Regions from separate parts of the Gossypium hirsutum genome. Here all the other regions are linked to region 1. A link is a contact called in public Hi-C data. All regions are on one chromosome and are shown on one strand. Each heading gives the region's core, a stretch centred on a gene start, on an enhancer-like site or on the middle of the called end of the contact. The rest is flanking DNA. Distances are from core to core; before and after follow the strand shown. Region 1 holds the start of LOC107901762 (cellulose synthase A catalytic subunit 5 [UDP-forming]). Region 2 holds the start of LOC107901764 (protein SET DOMAIN GROUP 41). Region 3 holds the start of LOC107901761 (polyadenylate-binding protein 3).

Region 1 (3,037 bases), core at 358-2,857:
ATTATACAAAAGTATCTAAACATAGAAAATATCAATTTGTAAAAAATAAATTTATTTTTCTAAAATCTTTTTTCTAAAAATTATTTTTGTGGAGCAAATGCAACTTGATTTAACCAAAATAAACACAAGAAAGAATGGACAAAATTAGTGGTATATGCTAATTTCAAGAAAAAAGATAGAGGTATAGACCAAAATTTTAATTTTTTTTAGGAAAATAGGTCATTTCTCCCTCAAGCACTTATGTTTTTTTTTATTTCAATTGTTTCAAGTTTTTTTTTTAATTTAAAATTTTTAATTAATGTTTTTAATTAATAAATATGTTGTTTTCAAGTTTTTATTTTTAATTTATTTTTTAATTAATAATTTTATTTATTTATATAAATAAAATAATAAATATGTAATTATATAATGAAAATATATTTATATATATTATTATGTTAAAAATATTTATAATTAGTAACTCATTTATTTATATAAATAAATTAATATAAATATGCAATTATATAATAAAATTATTTTTACATTTATCGTTATGTTAAATATATTTTATTTTTTAAAAACATCACCTAATTTTTTAATATATTTTTCTTTCTGTATAATTTTTATATGTCAAATATTTATTTTTTTCCACCTATATTGTGGGTAAGGTGATTTTTAATATTGTAAAATTAAATAATTATTTAAAGTATCATTTTTATTTTTATATATCATTTTTTCTACTTACATTGTGAGTATGATAAATTCTAATATTATAAAATTAATTAATTAATTCAAATATCATTATTTTTAGTAAATATAATTTTTACATTTATTTTTCAATCTAGATCATGGGTGTGGTAAGTTTTAGTATTATATATTTTTATATGTGTATTTGAAATAATTATATTTATAATATTAGAATTTACCATACCTACAATATAGGTGAAAATATAATGATATTTGAAATATTTTACATATAAAAATAATAATATTTGAGATAACTATTTGGTTTTATAACATTAAAATTTACCATACTCAGAATGTAGGTGGAAACAATAAATATTTTACATACAAAATTATATATATAGAAAATAAATAAAAAATAATTGATACTCTTAAAAGATAAAACAGGTTTAACATAATAAATTATTTAAAATATATTTTCATTATATAACTACATATTTATTATTATATTCATATAAATAAAATAATTATTAATTAAAAAATAATTTTATGATGGTGATATATAAAAAATATATATTCAATATAATTACATCCTTATTATTTATTTATATAAATAAAAAATATTAAAAATAATTTAAAAAAAGAAAAACTTGAAAATAATAATTAAAAGCATTAAATAAAAATTAAAAAAAAAACTTAAAACAACGTGAAAAAAAAGTCTCAAATGAAAGCGATGTTTTAGAAAGAGTTTTTGTACTTCAACAAAACCTTTCATTTTGATAACCCAAAAAGGAAACTTGAAATATCAAACTTCCAAATTACCCATTATCACCGCCAAGCACCACCGTGGCACGGTGGGACAACCCCTTGGTCCCACCACCTCCACTACCCTCCAAATATAAGAAAGTATAAAATGGGACAACCCATTTTAATCTCAGTCGCCAGCTGCTTATTTGTTTATTTACAGTCAGAGAGATTTTTATTGTTCAACAACTTTTGAGATGGAAAGTTGCAAAATTTGTGCATGTAAAAGAGAATGAAATATGATGTGAAGTAGATCTGTACGTAAGATTTGGTTTCTCTTTTCCCTTCTCTTGCTGATCTGCTCTTTGTCTCGTCCCTTGTGTGTTAAGCGTTGAATTTTCAACAAGATTCTTTCCTTTCAGATCCTTTGTCTCTCTCCTTTAGAGGCTTTTGTCACAGATCAACATTAGCCACAGTTTTCATTTTTTATTATTCACAGAGAGGACCAATTGTTGGTAAAATTGGGTCTCTCTCTCTCTCTCTCTCTCAAGGAATCAATCAATAAGATGACAGTGGCAAAAAAATAAAATAAAAAGTATTTGTTTTTTCATTTGTTTAATACTATAATATTATAATCATTGACAATCACACTATTATATTTCTAGCTGTCTTCCCATTTCTATATTTGGTTATCTACCTCTCTCTCTCTTTCTCTCTCTCTCTCTCAAGCTGTGTTTTTGTTCATTTCATTGTATAATGGTGTTGTTCTTGTAAAGGGTGCTTGAGAGAGAAACCGAGAGAGAGAGAGGTGGGAAGGTAAAGTTTGGGTTTTTATGAGGTTTGAGTGATGAAGGTGAAAGAGAGATAGCTATATTGAAGTGGGGTTTGTCTTGGTTTTGAAGCTTCGACCTGTGTTTGTTGTTGGGGTTGGGGTTGGGGTTGGGAGGTAGATGGATACCAAAGGAAGACTTGTTGCTGGTTCTCATAACAGGAATGAGTTTGTTCTCATCAATGCTGATGAGATTGCAAGAGTAAGTACCTTCAAAGTTTATCGCCTCTTTTAGTATTTTGTTTCCCGTTACGGGCTACACCAATAGTTAGTGAAGGATTTGGGACGAGTAAGAGCTGGTCAATGTGTTGCTTCGTAGCTTCTTTAGGATTTAAAGCTTTTTTTTACCCCCATTTTTGGGTTTCGATGAGTTTCTCTCTCCCTTTCTCTCTCTTTCCTTATAAAGTTCTGGTTGGTGGATTAGCAGAAATTTTTACCCTTGCTTCCGTGGCTGTTTTCTTCAGCTTGATAGAATATCACATTCCAGGAAAATTTCTTCTCTTGTGGCGTTTTTTTTTGGGAGGGGGGGAGGTTGGCATAGTGTTTATATACACCTAGATTCAACAAAATTAAATTTCATTAATCATCCCTTGTTATCCCAATTTAGTATCTTATCTAGTTTGTAGATCTCAGAGCTGGTAGATGCATCCCATTTAGGCAATTAGTAACTGTTGTTTTTTGTATTTTCATTTTTTGTTATTTAAGCTATTAAAAAAAGCTGAATCGTTGGGCAACATAAATTGTTCTGTTTGGTTTACTGAAAAGCATATTTAATGATCTGGTGGTGATTGACGTTGTTAG
Region 2 (3,037 bases), core at 353-2,852, 170 kb before region 1:
ATTTATTACTATTTAAATTTTAATTATGTAGGTTGAATTGTTAATAAGGTAGTATATCTTTTAGCCCAATTGGGATAGATTTTGAGGAATTAATATTAAAGCTGCAGATGAACTTTAGTATAATGTGCAATGTTAAGTATGAATTTTATACAATATATATTTTTTATTTTATTTAATTACCACAAATTATTAACAACATTAACACTTAGCATCACTTTATATTTTACATAAAAAATAATTATATTAATTCAACATGAAAATAAATGGATATCCTTATTTTCATAAATATATAAAATTAAATCAAAATCAAAATTATATTTGTACATATAAATTACAATTAAAATTTCAAATGTATAGACCACTTATGTGTAAATTTATTATTTAGGCTCCAGTTGTTTTAATGAAAACGGCTTCCAGATTTTTTTTTTTTTTTGCATTTTCATGTGTTTGTTTCATGAAAAAAAGTTTCGTTAACGAAAAATAACTTACATATCAACAGAAAATAAACTATTTTTCTTGTAAAATGATTTATCCTTTTTAAAAAGCGTAATTCATTTTCCAAAGCTCATTTATGAGTAATTTTATTTTTTTATATAAAAATTAACTTAAATCAAGCTTAAATATTATTATATTAATAATAAATTTTTATTTTTAAAAATATCTAAAATTAATAAAATATTTATATAAAATATTATAATTTTCAATAATATTAAACATAAATATTTAATTATCTATATCTAATCATAAAATAAATTATTAATTTAATAAATTATTTAATATTTCAATATTGTTTTAGTAATATATTTTAAAAACAATAATTTTAAATAATATTCTTCATATTTTATTGAAAGATATTTAATATTAATATTTAAATAATAAATATTTATTAAAATTATAAATATATTAATAATAAATGTTTTGTAGTGTAAAGGTTAAAATATGTCGTAAGTTTATGTGCTTTTCACAAATTTGAAATTTAGTCCCTATACTTTTATTTTCAAGAATTTAGTCCCTCTACTTTTTAGATTTGAAAATTAAGTCTAATTGTTAACATTATTAATTTTTTTTGTCAATATTTTTTATGCCACAATTTTAAATAAAAAATACTCAATATTCATGTAACTAAAAAATAACATTATAATAAAATTGAATTGAACAAAATATTTTTAATAATGCTAACACCTGAACTTGAATTTTGATATTTAAAAAAGTCGGACTAACCCAAAAATAAAAATATATGGACTAAATTTCAAATTTACGAAGAGTATAAGGACTTATGACATATTTTAACTTGATATAAAATATGAATACTTTAATTATATAAATATGAGTATTTATTTAAATAATGCTTAGCTCTATTTATTCTTTACAACTCTAATGTGTCAATATGTAATCTCATATATGTAATATATGTAATTTAAATTAAATTTTAATTAAACATTATTTATTATTAAGTTTATATATGCCATTGATTATTACAAAATATTTTCTCATTATAAAATAAATTTTGATTGTTAAAAGAAAATTGTACTGTAATATTTTATAACAAATATATTTATATCGTGTTTATTTTATAAAGAATAATATAAAATATAAAATTATAAATATAAAATAAACTTAATTAAATAAAAAAATAAAAAAAAATATTAAATGTATATTAGTTTCCTTGAAAGTAATCTTTATAAAATATTTTCAGAAAAGTTATCAAACATTGTAGGTAGATTCATCCAAATATAAAATATAAAATATTTGATTTGATTTTATTAAAATTTTAAAACTAAAACAACTTAGCGGGGGTGGTAGGTTTTGAGTAAGTTAATAGAAAGAGATGGAAATGAGAGCAAAGCAAGACATAGAAATAGGAGACGACATAACCCCACCTCTCCTTCCCCTCTCTTTTTCCCTCCACGATTCCTTCCTCTCTTCCCATTGTTCCTCTTGCTTCTCCCCTCTCTCTTTCCCTCCTCTTCCCCACCACTATGGCTCTCTCTACTGCTCCGCCCCCTGCTCCTCCTCCCACTCCCCTATCTCTTCTTCCTCCGCCGAATCCTTCCTCCCTCTCACCTGTCCCCGCTCCTCTGACCTCCGCACTGCTCTCCGCCTCCTCCTTTCCCTCCCCTCCACCTGTCCCCACCTCCACCGCTTTACCAACGGCCTCCTCACTAACTACCTTAAGCTTACCTCATCTCCCGAATTCGCCGCCCAAATCCGTCAGGGAGCAATTGCCATGGCAGCCGCTAGGAAACTACGAAAGGGGCTCAGTTTAGACCAGAGCGACGACGTTTTACTGGAAGAGGCCGTCTTATGCTTAGTTGTAACCAACGCCGTGGAAGTGCAGGACGAGAGCGGACGTTCTCTAGGAATCGCTGTATATGATCCTAGCTTCTCTTGGATCAATCACAGTTGTTCGCCTAACGCTTGTTATCGATTCATAGTTTCGCCTCCCAATGCTACGTCGTTTGGGGAGGACTCCGGTTCCGCGCTACTAATTGTTCCTAGCGTTTCAGAGGAAAACTTTGGTGTTTGTAGCTGTTCTGAGTACAATAAAGGTCGAACTTTTTACTAGATTTGTTTTAAAAGTTTTTACGTTGATGTATTATTTGATTTGATGCAGGAACAGAAGGATACAAATATGGTCCGAAAATAATGGTGAGGAGTATAAAAAGAATAAAAAAAGGGGAGGAAGTTTGTGTTTCATACACTGATTTGCTTCAACCAAAGGTGTTTGCTTATTTTCTAATATAACAATTTAAATGTTGATTTGATTATCAAGGCTTGATTTGAACTGCAAAATGAATGTGTGCAATGTGGCTAGACTTGTGTTGAGCTTCAATTAATGGAGTGAATGAGGTAGTAAAATGGTAAAAACGATACCATACATCTAGCTAATGTCTCAATCTCCCATGGATTAAAATAAGTAGAATCGACACTTTTGTAAATCCCATTGGTAAAGATGATGATAAATCATTTACTCAGGTCGTCAGGCACTTTGCATTTGCTTCGGGAACTAACAAAGAAGTCATCACTAAAAATGCTG
Region 3 (3,037 bases), core at 201-2,700, 140 kb after region 1:
AGGGTTTTAAGGAAAAAATTAAATAAATAAGGGTTTAGGGTTTCTTAATTAAATTAATTATAAATTTTAAAAAATTAGATTAGGGTTTAGCATTTATGGTTTTTAAGGAAAAAATCAAATAAATTAGGGTTTAGGGTTACTTGAGTAAATTAATTATAAATTTTAAAAAATTAGATTAGGGTTTAGTGTTTAGGATTTTTAAGGAAAAAATTAAATAAATTAGGGTTTAGGGTTACTTGAATAAATTAATTATAAATTTTAAAAAAATTAGATTGGGGTTTAGTATTTAGGGTTTTTAAGGAAAAATCAAATAAAGGTAGCTGTTATCCGTTATATATTTTAAACTCTTCTAAAAAATAAACTAATAAAATTAAATGTTTTTAGTAAAAATTAAATTTATTAAAAGAATTTTTTAATAATAAATTAAAAATAAAATATATAATGAGTTTTTGTATTTTCAAATTTTAAAATAGAAAAAGAGTTAAAAGTTTTATATATATATTAAATTTATCTTTTGCTGTAATTTTAAATTTATAATAAATTAAAAATATTAATATAATATAATATGCAAAAAAATACATGAAATTTAATATAATACAATCATATTAATAATAGAATATTTTAAGGATAATAATTCCTTAAGTCTTAAGATCATGGGTAAATGTTTTATCGATTGTTAGTGAATGATTTATAAATAAGTATTAATAACTTTATAATGGAATTTGACATAAATTTTAATATTTTAATATTTAATATATATTTTAAACTGTAGAAGTTTAAATTCAAAATTCGAGAAAAAATATAATAATTGTAATTAATATTTAACTATATTTAACTATATTTAAATAAATTTAGACTTAATAATTAATTTATAATTTTTTAAAATTTATAATTAATTTAATTAAGAAACCCTAAACCTTTATTTATTTAATTTTTTCTTAAAACCCTAAAAATTAAAATCCCAAAAATCTCAAACCCTAACCTTGATTGCAAAAAATCTTAGACCGGAAAAGCGCTTTCTCAAGGAAGCGCTTTGTCCACGTGGATACAAAGCGCGCCCTCAAGGAAGCGTTTTCTGTCCACGTGGACAAAGTACTTCCTTGAAAAAGCATTTTCCTGCTTTATCCCCTGACAATGCACTGACATGGATGTGTTTTTGAGAAAAATGGTTCATTTTGATAATTAATTCAGGACCTGGTCATTTCGATAATTTTAAAAATAATTGGGCTTTTATTAATTATTTGCCCATATGATTATCCCATGTATTGTGGTAGTATAAAAAAGTTAGAGGAAAACGTGTATATTCCTTGTTCGGCGACGTCACAAACGACGGCTCTGGAACTCTCGCTCTTTTTGTCGCGGGTTTCTTTTTCTTCTGCGAGTAAGCTAAAAAAAAGGCTAAACAGGCAGCAACAACAAAACGACATAAAAAGTGTGGGCAAAAAAACGAACGACATAAAAAGACAAAAGCGGGGCCCCAAATTCCTTGAATGCCACGTCATTACCCGCACGTGCAAACGAACCGCTTCGTTCACTATATAGGAAGGCTCCGTCTCGCGTCTCCCTGTCTTTTCCCTTCCCTCTCTGCGCTCCTCCAAAATTAATAGGAAATTTAATAAAAAGAAAAAAAGTTATAAAAAATAATAAAACATTAATAACATTCCATTCATATACATAATAATATATACTACGGGTCAAAACAAACCTAGTATTTATTAACTCTACTTTTGTTTTTAAAATTTTAGAGGAATTTTGGACTTTCTGTTTGTTCGGAGAGAGAGAGAGACAGAGATGGCGACGGCCACGACGGCGGTTCCTGTGGCTCCGGAAACGGCAGGGGGCGCGGCGGTGGGAAGTGGTTATATGAATGTGTCGCTTTACGTGGGGGATCTGGAGGAGAACGTGGTGGAAGGGCAATTGTATGATCTGTTTGGCCAAGTTGGAACTGTTCTTTCCATTAGAATTTGTAGGGATCAGAATAAGCGATCTTCTCTCGGTTATGCTTACGTCAATTACAGCAATTACCAAGACGGTAATTTTCTTTTTTTTTTATAGAAATAGATGATCGTCTTTCTCTCTGTTGTTTTAAAATGATCCAAGTGATTACTATGCTTATTTATTTTTGTTATATTTTATTCTTGATTAGAGGGTGGAAACTGGAAAGCATTGTTTGGTTGATTTTGCGATAATCAGACTGAACTTGGACATTGTTTTTACTTGTCAGTGTGATCATTGATAATTCATGAATAAAAATGGGAAATTGTAATTAATAATAAAAAAATGATTTGGACATATTTTTTGCTAATGGGATGAAGATCAGTGATTGATTGTGATCATCGTGATTGTGTCTAGGATCAATACATACGAGTGTCTTGAAGTGGGGAAAAAGTTACTCTTTTTTTTTTTTTGTATTTTACAAAGTTTTAGTGACCGATGACTGCTAATGTGAATCCTTAACTGCTTTGTCTTGACGACATACACTGTTTGTAAACTGCAGCTGCTCATGCCAAGGAAATGTTTAACTTCACTCCCATCAATGGAAAACCTATACGAATTATGTTTTCTCAACGCGATCCTATTATTCGTAAGACTGGATATGCCAATGTCTTTATCAAGAACCTGGACCCAGCTATTGATAACAAGGCATTGTATGACATTTTCGTTGCCTTCGGGAATGTACTTTCTTGCAAGGTTGCTACTGATAGAAATGGACAAGCAAAAGGATTCGGCTATGTTCAGTTTGAAAATGATGAAGCCGCACAGAATGCAATCAAAAGGTTAAATGGTATGCTAATAAATGATAAACAAGTTTATGTTGGACGTCATGTTCGACGACAAGAACGGGTGCCAGCCAATGTGACGCCGAAGTTCACTAATGTTTATGTAAAAAATTTGTCAGAAACAACAAGTGATGAGGACCTTAAGAAAGTTTTTGGAACTTATGGTACCATCACCAGTGTTGTTGTCATGAAGGACCAGAATGGTAAGTCCAGATGTTTTGGTTTTGTGAACTTTCAGAGCCCAGATGCGGCTGCCG

What was found. A called contact is a pair of places that touch in the nucleus more often than the background predicts.
Region 2: a Hi-C map of leaf shows a contact between it and region 1, with 5 times the contacts expected there. The contact joins the promoter of LOC107901764 here to the promoter of LOC107901762 in region 1. A contact is called at or near these places in 13 of 34 Hi-C or Micro-C datasets (anther, callus, fibers and 3 more).
Region 3: a contact with region 1 is called in a Hi-C map of hypocotyl, with 4 times the contacts expected there. The contact joins the promoter of LOC107901761 here to the promoter of LOC107901762 in region 1. A contact is called at or near these places in 6 of 34 Hi-C or Micro-C datasets (anther, callus, hypocotyl and 1 more).

Annotation. Positions count from the first base shown.
Region 1 is chrD06:32,188,606-32,191,642 of Gossypium_hirsutum_v2.1, reverse strand. It overlaps LOC107901762 (cellulose synthase A catalytic subunit 5 [UDP-forming]), which reads left to right and starts at 1,607. Exons shown (of 14, transcript XM_016827902.2): 1 at 1,607-2,438. The coding sequence starts at 2,358.
Region 2 is chrD06:32,361,849-32,364,885 of Gossypium_hirsutum_v2.1, reverse strand. It overlaps LOC107901764 (protein SET DOMAIN GROUP 41), which reads left to right and starts at 1,602. Exons shown (of 4, transcript XM_016827903.2): 1 at 1,602-2,549; 2 at 2,615-2,721. The coding sequence starts at 1,829.
Region 3 is chrD06:32,048,496-32,051,532 of Gossypium_hirsutum_v2.1, reverse strand. LOC107901761 (polyadenylate-binding protein 3) reads left to right here and starts at 1,450. Exons shown (of 8, transcript XM_016827901.2): 1 at 1,450-2,032; 2 at 2,498-3,037. The coding sequence starts at 1,792.